Linked DNA regions of Capra hircus: region 2 is linked to region 1. The links are chromatin contacts, called in public Hi-C maps. All regions are on one chromosome and are shown on one strand. Each heading gives the region's core, a stretch centred on a gene start, on an enhancer-like site or on the middle of the called end of the contact. The rest is flanking DNA. Distances are from core to core; before and after follow the strand shown. Region 1 has its middle 5.7 kb from the start of TMEM14A. Region 2 holds the start of EFHC1 (EF-hand domain-containing protein 1).

Region 1 (6,079 bases), core at 974-3,473:
GCAGTGGTAAAACTGGATAAACACGATCAAGAGTCAAATTCTCTCTGACCTGCAGCTCTGTTCTCACACTCATGTGACACTGAGGCTCAGTCCAATGTGATGACATTAAGCTAAATATCCACTCAACACAAATGTTTGAACATGGAATACTTGGAATTTTACTTATTAGCAACGACAAGTTTTTAGATTTGTAGGAATTCATTTCTTCAAAAACGTCCACCCACTGTTTCCACAGGCTTGTTGTGACAGCCCAGCTGCTGACATCTGTAAATTCATCATATAACCACAGGATATTTTGGTCACTGCCTCTGAATCAGGAAAAGTGACTGTACTCAGTTTCATAAAATAATCAAAGCACCCAAAGGACAAGGCATGTCTGTTCAGGTAGGACACCCACCCTAATTCAGTAGCTGCTGTCGACACTTTTAACTGAAGGCTGATTTCATTTTCCCAAAAGACAACACTTTTTGGTTTGTTTGGAAGCACTCACCTCTCTCATTCTGAACTTGCCAGGTTCAATCTCCAAATGTGCTTTCACATCCCCTTCTCCACTATGCCCAATCCCAAAGTCTTTCTCACACACTGTACAGGATGCTCTGTGTGGATTATTTACCACCATCCACCCCTTTCGATCCAACTGTATGTGTCCTTCCATTTGCTGTTAACGTAAGAGTGAAAGTCACGTTGCTCAGTTGTGTCTGACTCTTAGCGACCCCATGGACTGTAGCCTACCAGGCTTCTCTATCCATGGGATTTTCCAGGCAAGAATACTGGAGTGGGTTGCCAATTCCTTCTCCAGGAGATCTTCTCGACTGATACCCGACTCCAGTATTCTTGCCCGGAAAATCCCATGGATGGAGGATCCTGGTGGGCTACAGTCCATGCAGTTGCTAAGAGTCCGACATGACTGAGCAACTTCACTTTCACTTTCATGCCTTGGAGAAGGAAATGGCAACCCACTCCAGTGTTCTTGCCTGGAGAATTCCAGGGACGGAGGAGCCTGGTGGGCTGCCGTCTATGGGGTCGCACAGAGTCGGACACCACTGAAGCGACTTAGCAGCAGCAGCTCCTGCATTATAGGCAGGCGCTTTACCGTCTGAGCCACCAGGGAAGTTAACGTAACACAGTTGTTTAGCCTTTTTTGCGTTGGTCGTTCTCATTTTCGTTATCTGACCTCTTAGAAAACATGGTCACAATACTCAGTGTTATTAAAAAAAAAAAGTTAAAACTAGCACTCTCCTGATACAAAACATGACAGTTAATACACAGGCTGGGTGTCCAAGTTTATGTCACCAATGAACAATTTTCTGAAAAGGTCGGGTGAGACACATGGCCACAAGAAGTCTTACAAGGAAGTCATGAGCTTTGAATGTCTTACTAGAAATCCACGAGCTAAGGAAGGGCTGGATCTCCCAAAGTTTTCACTGGAAGGATTACAAATAAAGCCACAATCCGCAGCAAAAGTCCATTCTCACTCACCCTGAGGATGAAAGATTTCATTCTGGAAAGACAGCTACACCACCTCCTTACTGAGATCTCAACTCCACCGAGGCCCTAACAAAACTCAAGACCGCAGCCCCTCCAGGCTGGGAGGGGAAAGAAAGGGCAACCTGGCCGGGCCAGCGGTCACAACTGGAAGACACCCTCTTATCAAAGTGCTACCGTCTATCCCTGTCTTCCTCTGTGCTCAGATGTCGCTATCAGGAAACGTGGGCTTCCTGGGGCAGAGACTGCGGTCACAAGGTGAGTCCGTTCCCAGCTGGAGGGGAGAACGTGCGGGGGGATGGAGGTCTTGGCTGGGGCACCGCAGGACTTGGCTCAGCCCCAGTCCGAGTGCACACTTCACTCCCGGCCTCCTACCCTCTAGGCCAGGCGGCATGGGGACGATGCCCAAGGCCACCCAGGGACTCTCGAGTTTCCCAGCCCCTACCCGCGACCTGCTCGCTCTTCGAAGGTTCTCTGGAGGCCCCGTGCCTGTTCTCGGCTGGGCGCATCGTCTCCACAGGCTGCTCGCCCTGACCTGCTTCTGACCCCCATGGCAGATCCAGCTGTACCCTCCCCGGCGAGGACGCCGCAGAGCCCGCTAATGGGCACCGGTCACAGGCCAGACCATAGTCGGGACCATCTCTTTTGGTCGTGAGCGACCAGCAGACCGCTTCTACGGCCGAGGTGGGCGGGCCCATATCACCTAACTCGCATGGTCATTGGTCGAGCTCATCAGCCACTCAGTCGTGCGCTGGCGTCCCATTGGCTCCAACGGGGCCTCTATAAATCCGGGGAAGTTCGGTGTCTGAGAAAGCTGAGTGGTCAACACGCGTCAGAGGGTTCTCCGGGCGGGTCAGAAGGTTCTCAGAGCGCGTCGGAGGGTTCCCGAGGCCGGTGAAGCCGGCGGAGGTCGCCTCTGCCAGCCGACGCCTCAACCGGGCATTAGCCTCAGGCTTCAGGGAAGTGAAAGCGAGCCAAGAGTAAGACAAAAACCAGTACAAATAAATCCCCAAGTCAAAACAGCTACAGTCGAATTCAAGGAAAGCAAAGGTAAAAGAGAAAAGTACAATTAAGCCAGACTTTTTTTTTTTTTTTTTTGCATAGGCGAAGTAAACAGATGAATTTCAGGGCATTGAATTCTAGAAAAGATAAAACGGGAATCTTAACTTCAATTTTAGGATTTCTATTTTATTTATTTACGATTTCTATTTATTTATTTAGGATTTCTATTTTATTTATTTCTATTTTATTTCTATTTATTTATATATTATTATAGAATTTTTAGGATTTATATTTTTTACCGATTTCTATTTAGAACTTGATGACCAACCTAGATAGCATATTCAAAAGCAGAGACATTACTTTGCCGACTAAGGTCCGTCTAGTCAAGGCTATGGTTTTTCCTGTGGTCAGGTATGGATGTGAGAGTTGGACTGTGAAGAAGGCTGAGCGCCAAAGAATTGATGCTTTTGAACTGTGGTGTTGGAGAAGACTCTTGAGAGTCCCTTGGACTGCAAGGAGATCCAACCAGTCCATTCTGAAGGAGATCAGCCCTGAGATTTCTTTGGAAGGAATGATGCTAAAGCTGAAGATCCAGTACTTTGGCCACCTCATGCCAAGAGTTGACTCATTGGAAAAGACCCTGATGCTGGGAGGGATTGGGGGCAGGAGGGGAAGGGGACGACAGAGGATGAGATGGCTGGATGGCATCACTGACTCAATGGACATGAGTTTGAGTGAACTCCAGGAGTTGGTGATGGACAGGGAGGCCTGGCGTGCTGCGATTCATGGGGTCGCAAAGAGTCGGACACGACTGAGCGACTGAACTGAACTGAAGCGCAAGTCGAGTTTCTTGTTTGGGTGCCTTACCTGCGAAAGGCGGCAGGGGGCACTAGATGCTCTCGTTTCGCTCAGGTAGCCGGGACTTTTTAAACCTTGATAGATTGACGAACGGTCTGACACCAAATAATTTGCTCAGAAAAACAGATCGGTGGTCTGCGTAAAAGAATGTACAAAAAAAGTAATGCTTTCTGCACTGCGACCTGTAGACTAAGGAGTACAGGTTCTTGAAATATTGTGGCGAGGGGAAGGGTCAGTTCCAGGATATAAGGGGAAATTTTAAGGTGGGCTCTGAAAGAGGCAGGCGGTGGAGAATGAGCAAGGTACCTCTGACTCGTTTACCTACGCCTGCCTTCTAGACTCATTTTGAACTTTTGCCTAGAACAGGGGACTTTCTGTGCTAAGACCAGGACTGAGAGGTTTCCTGGAATAATTGTAAACAATAATGATAACAACTAACATTTAATGAGTCTAGTGGGCCGGCCACCTTCTAAGCATTTAATCCTCTCAGTAACCGTCTAAGATAGATACTGAGTCGTTCTACAGAAGAGGAAACTGAGGCAGCTTGCCAGAGCTCATGCTGACAGCTGAGAAGTGTCGATCCAGGTTAAAGAAGAGTGTGTATACCGTCTCTGCAGTCGTCGTGCGTGGGCTCCCATCATGGCTCCACTGCATATTTTATTAATACAGGAAAGCACATAACATTTTGACTGGTACAGAAGAAATACTCAATAGTGTTTGCTATTACTATTAAAAGAGTGGTCCTTGCTTTCCAAGACTTTAAAATCTACTTTCAGTGGTCCTTATGACACATAAGGCAGTAGAGATGTCTCTGATGGGTGACTGGGACAGAGAATAGATGCATGGAAGTGAGTGGAGGAGGAAAACAGCTGTGAAACAAGAGTGGTCAGGTCTGGCTCGCAGATCACTGAATGCTTAAATGAGTAGCCTACATATCATCATCAGAAAGTAGTCTCAGATCCCGAATGGCTTGAGCTGATCACTGTAGTCTCTGTATTTAGATACCATATGGGTGTGCGTGTTTAATTAAAACTGTAGTCAGGACTTTCCTGGAGGTTCAGTGGTTAAGACTCTGTGCTCCCAAAGCAAGGGGCAGGGGTTCTATCTCTGGTCGGCGAACTAAGATCCCACAAGCCACACGGTGAGGCCAAAAGAAAAATGTAGTCAGTTTTTATTAGTCACTGAAATTGTCCTAAGGAATGTTAGGGTATCTACTCTTCTAGCTGGAGGAAGCACTTATTAAGTTTTCAGAGAAAACATTTATTAATTTCACAAATAATTATCTGTTTGATGTTATATGGTCAGGCCATTTTGGATGGCTGTTCTCTTGCTCTTTGTACATCCCCTGCTCCACCAGCCCCTACTTCACTCACATAAATACTCAGTCCTCTTAATTATAGGGCTTAATTAGTCCCTGGCAACAGACATCAATTCTCCCTGTGTATGGTAGCCTCCTCCTCCCCTGAGTAGCAAAGGCTGTTGCCATGTCCTGTCCACTGGTTGTGTTGAGTTGTCGCTCCAGGACCCTTGGTAGGATTCCCCCGTCCAATAAACCACCCCTGTCTCTGTCGCTGTCTCCAGGCTGTTTCTTTGGTCTCGAGGCTGAACAACTACAGGGCTTGCAGACCTGTGGGATGCCCCGCAACAGATGTCAAGCCCTGGAATAGGAGTCTGAGAATAGGATTCAGAGTTAGAGACTGACTCTGGAGCAAGGGGAGTGGGAAGGGATATTATAATTGAAACCTGAAGTCTGAGAGGGAGCCAGCAGCAAGGAGTCAGGGGGGTCCTCATTGCAGGCAGCAGGAATGCCTGAGCAAAGGCCCTTGCAGGGGGGCTGGATGGGAAGGGCTCCATGCCTGGTGAGACCCAAAGGAGGGTGGGAGTAGAGAATAGTGAATTAGAGGCAGAGTAAATTGGTGCAGCAACAAGCAGTGTTCATAAAGAGCTGGGCTGATGGGTTTCCTGCCTCTGAGTCTTTTATTTAAATCGTCTTGACTGCAGCCTCCAGGTGTTGCTGAAGGGAAATTTCCATTATGGGGTGAGAGGTAACCTTGTGCATTGCTTTGTTTCCATTGGTTGTTCTTAACTGGAGTTGAATGCTTTGCATCTGTGTATGCTTAAATCCACAAGTGCCTCTGTTTCAGAGGAGATGACTCCTGACCTGTCCTGCTTAGCAGTAAAAGAATGGTAAAATGGATTTACATTCATTCACTAGCATCTCTGTCTAACTTCATCTTTCCCTAAAGATTTCTTGGAATAAAAAAAAAATATTAAAGATAGCTCATTTTTTCTATTCTATGGGTCTCCATGGAGCCAATTCTGTACTAGTAGTGTAAAAATCAAACAGATGTGAGAAAGAGGACTTGATGTACAGAGTTAATTTGTGTTTCTTCTTCAGATCTCTGAGCAAGCAACCCTTAATGCAATAAAAATGGCATCTTTGAGGAAAAGCAGATTATCTTATCCGATAAGGCTGCCTTTTCTCATTACTTTAATGTTGCTCTGATCATGCATTTTAAACAGTGTTTTTAATTTAAAAGAAAAAGTCCCAAGAGAAGACTTCGGTCGAAAAAGAGGGCATGATAACATTTGGAAACATGCAATGGAGAAACATTCTGAAAATCCACTCATCAGTGTAGTAGGACTCACTGTAAAGGTGAAATTGGGTCCAAACGTAAAGAAAGGAAAGTTTCAGCCTCTTCCTCTCCTTTCGTCTTATACTTCATACCAATTA
Region 2 (5,939 bases), core at 2,337-4,836, 210 kb after region 1:
CAGGATGGAGTGGAAAAACCAGAGAGGGATGGGCTGAGAGCAAACTGGAGAAAGAGGGTGAGGTTGGGGGGTGGGGAGTGGGGTGGAGGTGGGGTGTGGAGAACAGAGCTGGGGGCAGAGAGAGGGTTTGAAGGGGAAAAGGACAAACTCGAGTGGACGAGCAGAGACGCAACCTGCTGCGAGCTCTCCGAGGCTGCCAGGAGGTGGGGACAGGGGTTTGGCCGGAGAAGTCCTCACCGTTAAGTCCTTAAAGGACGTGCCTGGGAGAAAAGGCAGGCCATGCACTGGGTTAGACACCATAGCTGCCGCTCTCGCCGCAACCACCCGGGTCAGGTTTGGTTCTCCCGGGTTGCCAGGGGAACCAGCGGCGTTCTGGGCGGCCCGGCAGCTCCATGGTAACGCCAAACACTCCGAGCACTAGCGGAAGGGGGCGGGGCCTGAGGCGGAGGCGTGCCCAGCCCGCGCATGAGCAGCCCGTGGACTAGACGTTCTCGCGGGAGTGTGCCGAGGGGAGCTGGCCCCGCCCCGCGCAGTCACGTGAGAACACGGGGCGGGATGAGGTGGTTGTGGGATGACGTGAGAGATCTCCCCTTGAGGGTCCGGGTTCCGGCGAGTCCTTAGATCAGTTACAGGGGAAGGGTCCTTCCTTCGCCCCATCCCAGTCCTCACCTCACCTCACCTCGCCCCGCCCGCTCGCTGTTCTCCCACCTGTGGGAAAAAGGCTCTTGTCCTAGTTCACACGGAAGTGTCACTGGTTGGTTCCGGTTGAAAGTGTTACTTCTCCTGAACCCGTGCTTCCCTGGGGCCAGGGACTGAGAATATTCATGATTGTAATTCTGTTGTTCAAGGATGTTCAATAAACAAAAGCAACTGACTGGTGCCTAATCCTCCAAATACCTCATTCAAGTTTTTTCCTACTTTACCTTTGAAGGAAATGGCAACCCACTCCAGTATTCTTTCCTGGAGAATCTCATGGACAGAGGAGCCTGGCGGGCTACATACAGTCCATGGGGTCGCCAAGAGTCGGACATGACTGAGCGACTAAGCGCAGCACATTCTATTTCTACACCCTCCTTCACAGGCCTTGGGGGGGGGGTCTTACATATTCACCGCAGGACGCTCAGTATTTGTTGACTGGACAGCTACACGGCGCTCCTGTCAATTCTCCGAGTCTCTAGTATCACTACCTACAGTTGCAATAAAAAGATCAGACCCACGAGGGGAAATACATCTGCCAAGAAAAATTTGTCATAGGAGAAAAGCAAATAAGTGCGGTGATAAATTGTCAAAACCGTAGGTACTCTTTACAAAACTTGTTTAAATTATTATCCCTTAAAAAATGTAATCCTGTTCTTGAAACATCTTCAAGAAAGAAAAAACAAGCTATCAGAAGCGCTGAAGAGCTTAAAAAGAAAAACAAAATCCAGATGCCTGGACATTGGATTCACTGGGTTTGAAATGGGGCCCAGGCATCTGATTTTTATAACAGCTGTTTCTGAGAATGAGCCAGTTTAACGGAGTGCAATAGAGTAGCAAGCTTCACGCCAAAGGCATCCATGTCATGGGTGGTTTGCTGCCAATACAGACAAAGGCTTTAGTTTTACTGCTGCTTGTCGGAGTAAATCCCCCTGATGGGTTTCACTAACAGGCATAAACCTCAGGGGGCCCAGGACATCAGTCCACTAGTGGCAGTGAAGCAGTTATTGGTGGCTGTCTCCACACCTTGCCCAGAGTTTCTTTTCTGATAACACTTGCTATCCCCTAACTACTTCTATTTCCCATGTTTGTCCCCCACTCCTTTTTTCACCTTTCCAGATTTTTATTTTTTATTGGTGTAGTGCCCTAATGTAGGTGTTTAATACACTTTTTGAATCAATGCATTGTAGTGACACTAAAGACTTTACAAGTATCTGACCATTACATTTTATCTTAGCCACTGACCTAGAAGGGCAGTGTGGACAAAGGATGTCACCTGCCATATCAGTAAATGAAAAGATGTTGCAGCCATTAAGCCATCAGTCACAGAAGTCATCCACAGCTGTGCATGCTGAGGGGATTTAGGATGGAGAAAAGCAGGATACTGGTCCAGGATGGTAAGGTGCCTATCAAAGGAATGAGTTCAGTGAGCCCAGACTCTTGCATCTTCTCATACAAAGAAAAGCACTCATTCATTAACTTGAGATGTCTGGTTTTAATTAACAGTATTTTTTTAAAATGTTCTGACCCCCTGTTTTTTGTTGCAAAAGCTCCTGGCTCCTCCCTTACCTCTTTATGGTTGTTGCTTGGAGCTGAGAGGCTGTCTTCCTGGTTTGAGTCCTCAAAAAGTCCACCGAATAAAACATAATTCTCAACTTTTAGGTTTTGCTTTTTTTTTCCCCTCATTTGACAGAAGTCAGCCACTGGGAGAATATTTCAAGATGGCAAGTTCAGCCTCAGAATCACTGGAAACCACGATCCTTGCTGACTCTTCATGATAAACTTACACTGTTTCTAGTTATACGATCTATCCCCCCCCCCAACCCTGCCACCACCCTTTCTCTTAATTAAAGTAAATCCATGGCATTAGGATACACTTGGAAGAGCCCCCCTGGACTCAGTGCAGAGTTGCACTTGGGTCTGTGTTCCCTGGGCTGGGTAGGGAAAGAGCCTGCAGGGCTTGGAAAGGGTGAGTCCTTCCTAAGTTTCTTGTCCTTTATGGCACCTGTTCCCATTGGGGCAGTGCCTTCTGGTCAAATGCCTTTCTTTCCCAGAAGGGCACACTATGATACCCCTAATAGAGTGTTTTAACTACTTTCAGACCTAGACATGCATGGTGAAGGAAACTTCTCTCGGTCTGTGGCCTCATAAAAATGACTTCACCTCTGAGGAGGTGAAGCCAGGCAGTATTGCATCTGTGTTAAGAAGCACAGGTACAGGTCTGTGAAGAAGGTTGGGGGGAGTAGGTAAGACAGGGCTTCAGAAAACTGCATGAAACCTGAGAAGGGGGTGTGTGATTAGGAGTTTATATCCCATTTCTCCTAAACATGATGATTCAGCATGGATTGCATTCACCGTTTCTCACCTTGTGGAATATACAGGAGAGGGTCGGAGCCTGACCATCCCAGGCAGCTAAAGTGGAAGGCTGAACATAAAGCCTGGACTCAGAAGGCCACGAGGATGTTGCATGACCTTACAGGGTGCTACGAAACTTGGGGGATGGAAAAATTAGGGAAGATCAGACTGCCAGGAGGCCAAAGCTGAAAGAGGGCATTTTGGGCAGGATGACATCTCTCAGGGACTCTTGATGGGAGAGGTTGGACAGCAGAGCAAAGCAGTTGCCTAAATAAATCTCCTTTTCCAGCATTTTGCCCAGAGCTGGCTTTTACCCAGAGTTTGTTTACAATCCTGGGACATTGTTATTTTTTAGTACCTAACAATCACAGGATTAATAGCCTGCATGCTTTCTGCAATAACTGTGATGCACTACTGTCCTCTGCTGGATAAAAGAGGTACAGCATGGTGTGTGAAAGCAAACTCAGGGAGGTTAACTCAGGGAGGGTGGTGTTGCTAGTGAGTGGCCGCGGAGGTGACTTGGGCTTCAAAATCATTGCAGACGGTGAGTGAAACCATGAAATTAAAAGACGGTTGCTCCTTGGAAGAAAAGCTATGACCAACCTAGACAGCATATTAAAAAGCAGAGACACTACTTTGCCAACAAGTTTCCGTCTAGTCAAAGCTATGGTTTTTCCAGTTGTCATATATGGATGTGAGAGTTGGACTATAAAGAAAGTTGAGCGCCAAAGAATTGACAGTTTTGAACTGTGGTGTTGAAGAAGACTCTTGAGAGTTCCTTGGACTGCAAGGTGATCAAACCAGTCAATTATAAAGGAAATCAGTCCTGAATATTCATTGAAAGGACTGATGCTGAAGCTGAAGCTGAAGCTCCGATGCTTTGGCCACCTGATGCAAAGAACTGACTGTTTTGAAAAGACCCTGACGCTGGGAAAGATTGAAGGCAGGAGAAGAAGGCGATGACAGAGGATGAGATGGTTGGATGGCATCACCGATGCAATGGACATGAGTTTGAGCAAGCTCCGGGAGTTGGTGATGGACAGTGGGGCTGGCATGGTGCAGTCCACGGGGTCGAAAAGAGCCGAACACGACTGAGTGACTGAACTGAACTAAACTGATGGAGGTGACATCTTGCAAGGGCATGTACCTCGGTCAGATGCTCTCTGTCCTTCATTTCTATCACTCCATGGTCTCTGGAATCTACCAAAACATTCTGGTCAACCACTGTGATCTTTGCTAAGTATGAAAAAACACACACAGTGATTTCCAAGCTGATTCTGAAGGTTTAGGACACAGGAAATCTTCATTTGACACAAAAATCACACAATTTAAGTTTAGACTATTTTAGTCTTGCAGTGGGTTCCTTCTAGAGGGTTGAAAAAAAATTGTACTTCTGATGCTTTTTCCTCTAAGTCAAACCCATTCTATTATCTTAACTGATTCACTTGGAATTCCCTTCCCTATGAAAATTTCTATCAAACACAACTTCACAGAGTTAGAGACTCCACAGTATGTAAGTTTCCCAAGGATAAGTCCTTTGTTCAGTGGCATTTATCTCAGCTTCCATCACAGTGTCTGGCACCTCATAAATACTCAGTAAACAGTTATAAAACGATTGACCAAGTAAATGAATACTTGAAAATCACCCGATACTTTTCAAACTGCCAGTGTATCCCCTTTACCAGGTCTTTAAATCATCTTAATGATCATGACAACCAGAATTTAGTTTTTAAAAAGAAATAGAATATTAATTATCAGGATGCATCAAATGTTGAGTGGGTGAAATTCAGTGGAAACACATTTTAAGATGTATTTAAATACACCCATTGGTATTGTGGGTATTACTGTGGTCAGAGTCAAAAACACTTGGAAAGTGATTAACACCACCCAGCCCCTCATTTTACTGATGCAAAACCCCCAGGTCAAAAGAGATTAAAGAAACATGGGTGAATGACTGGTTACTAACTGGGTATCTCTTACACTTAATCCCAATCCTCGCACAGCTGGGAAAGATATTCCTCCTTCAGCATGTGAGGGATCATTGATTCTGGCATCCTGTTTTTGAGACCTCTCTGCCTTGGTATTTCACAGGATGGAGAAAGAGATGTGTTAGAGTGATGGGACAGTAATATCAATTACAGGTTTGAATTCCAAATGCAGACAGGACGTGAATCCGCTGATTCAGGTAAATGGCAACCTTGAACGTGGGGAGATGTCTCCTCCTCTCCCACTCAACATCTCGATCCATTCTTCATCCTTCTCTCCTCTCACATGTGCAGCGTGGAACAGAATGTACCCAGCATGGAACAGAACGTAAGCAGCCTGAGACGGAAAGTAACAAGCCGTGTTGAGAGTGCTGAGAGCCACGTTCACGTCCTCCCTGAGTCATGAATATTTCTATGAACTTGGACAACTTACATGAGTTTTTTTTTTCCTTACATGTGTTTTTGGTTTTTTTCATCTCTACATTGAGAAGGCTGGGCCAGAAATAGTGATCATTAATTGCTTTGAAAACCTAGCGAAAGCTGTCCTGCCTTCCCCAAAAGCATATACTCACAGGTATAGATTTCAGCTATGACTTTATGGAATTGGGAGCCTCAGGGGGTCTCGGCTCTAGAGCTGTCCCCTCTCTGAAATCTTACATAAGGAGGAGTCCGTATCATAGCTCCCTGGAAGCAGAATGATGTGTCGGTTCAAAGTATTGACTGTAGAAAGCTCTTCAGGACAGACGACCCTTTTTTGCCAACAAATGAATTGCAGAGAAGGGGACAAAAAGTGAAGTGGAAGGGAAACCAATAGATTAAAAGTCTTCAGTAACAAATCAACCAGCTGCAATGTGTGGGCCCTGTTGAGATTCTAATGTAAACAAATGCACTTTAAAAATAACG

The links. Hi-C and Micro-C count contacts between places; a contact is called where the count stands out from the background.
Region 2: a Hi-C map of blood shows a contact between it and region 1, with 5 times the contacts expected there. The contact joins the promoter of EFHC1 here to the enhancer-like site in region 1. A contact is called at or near these places in 4 of 5 Hi-C or Micro-C datasets (blood and liver).

Annotation. Positions count from the first base shown.
Region 1 is chr23:24,109,223-24,115,301 of ARS1.2, forward strand. No RefSeq gene overlaps it. Among named protein-coding and RNA genes, the nearest start is that of TMEM14A, 5.7 kb to the left of the region's middle. Within about 2 kb of position 2,224, at least 5 of the 5 cell types and tissues checked have an H3K27ac peak or open chromatin away from gene starts, as enhancers often do.
Region 2 is chr23:24,320,872-24,326,810 of ARS1.2, forward strand. It overlaps EFHC1 (EF-hand domain-containing protein 1), which reads right to left and starts at 3,587. Exons shown (of 12, transcript XM_018039281.1): 1 at 2,266-3,587; 2 at 1,942-2,102. LOC108633557 (a long non-coding RNA gene) reads right to left here. Exons shown (of 2, transcript XR_001917138.1): 2 at 4,327-5,373.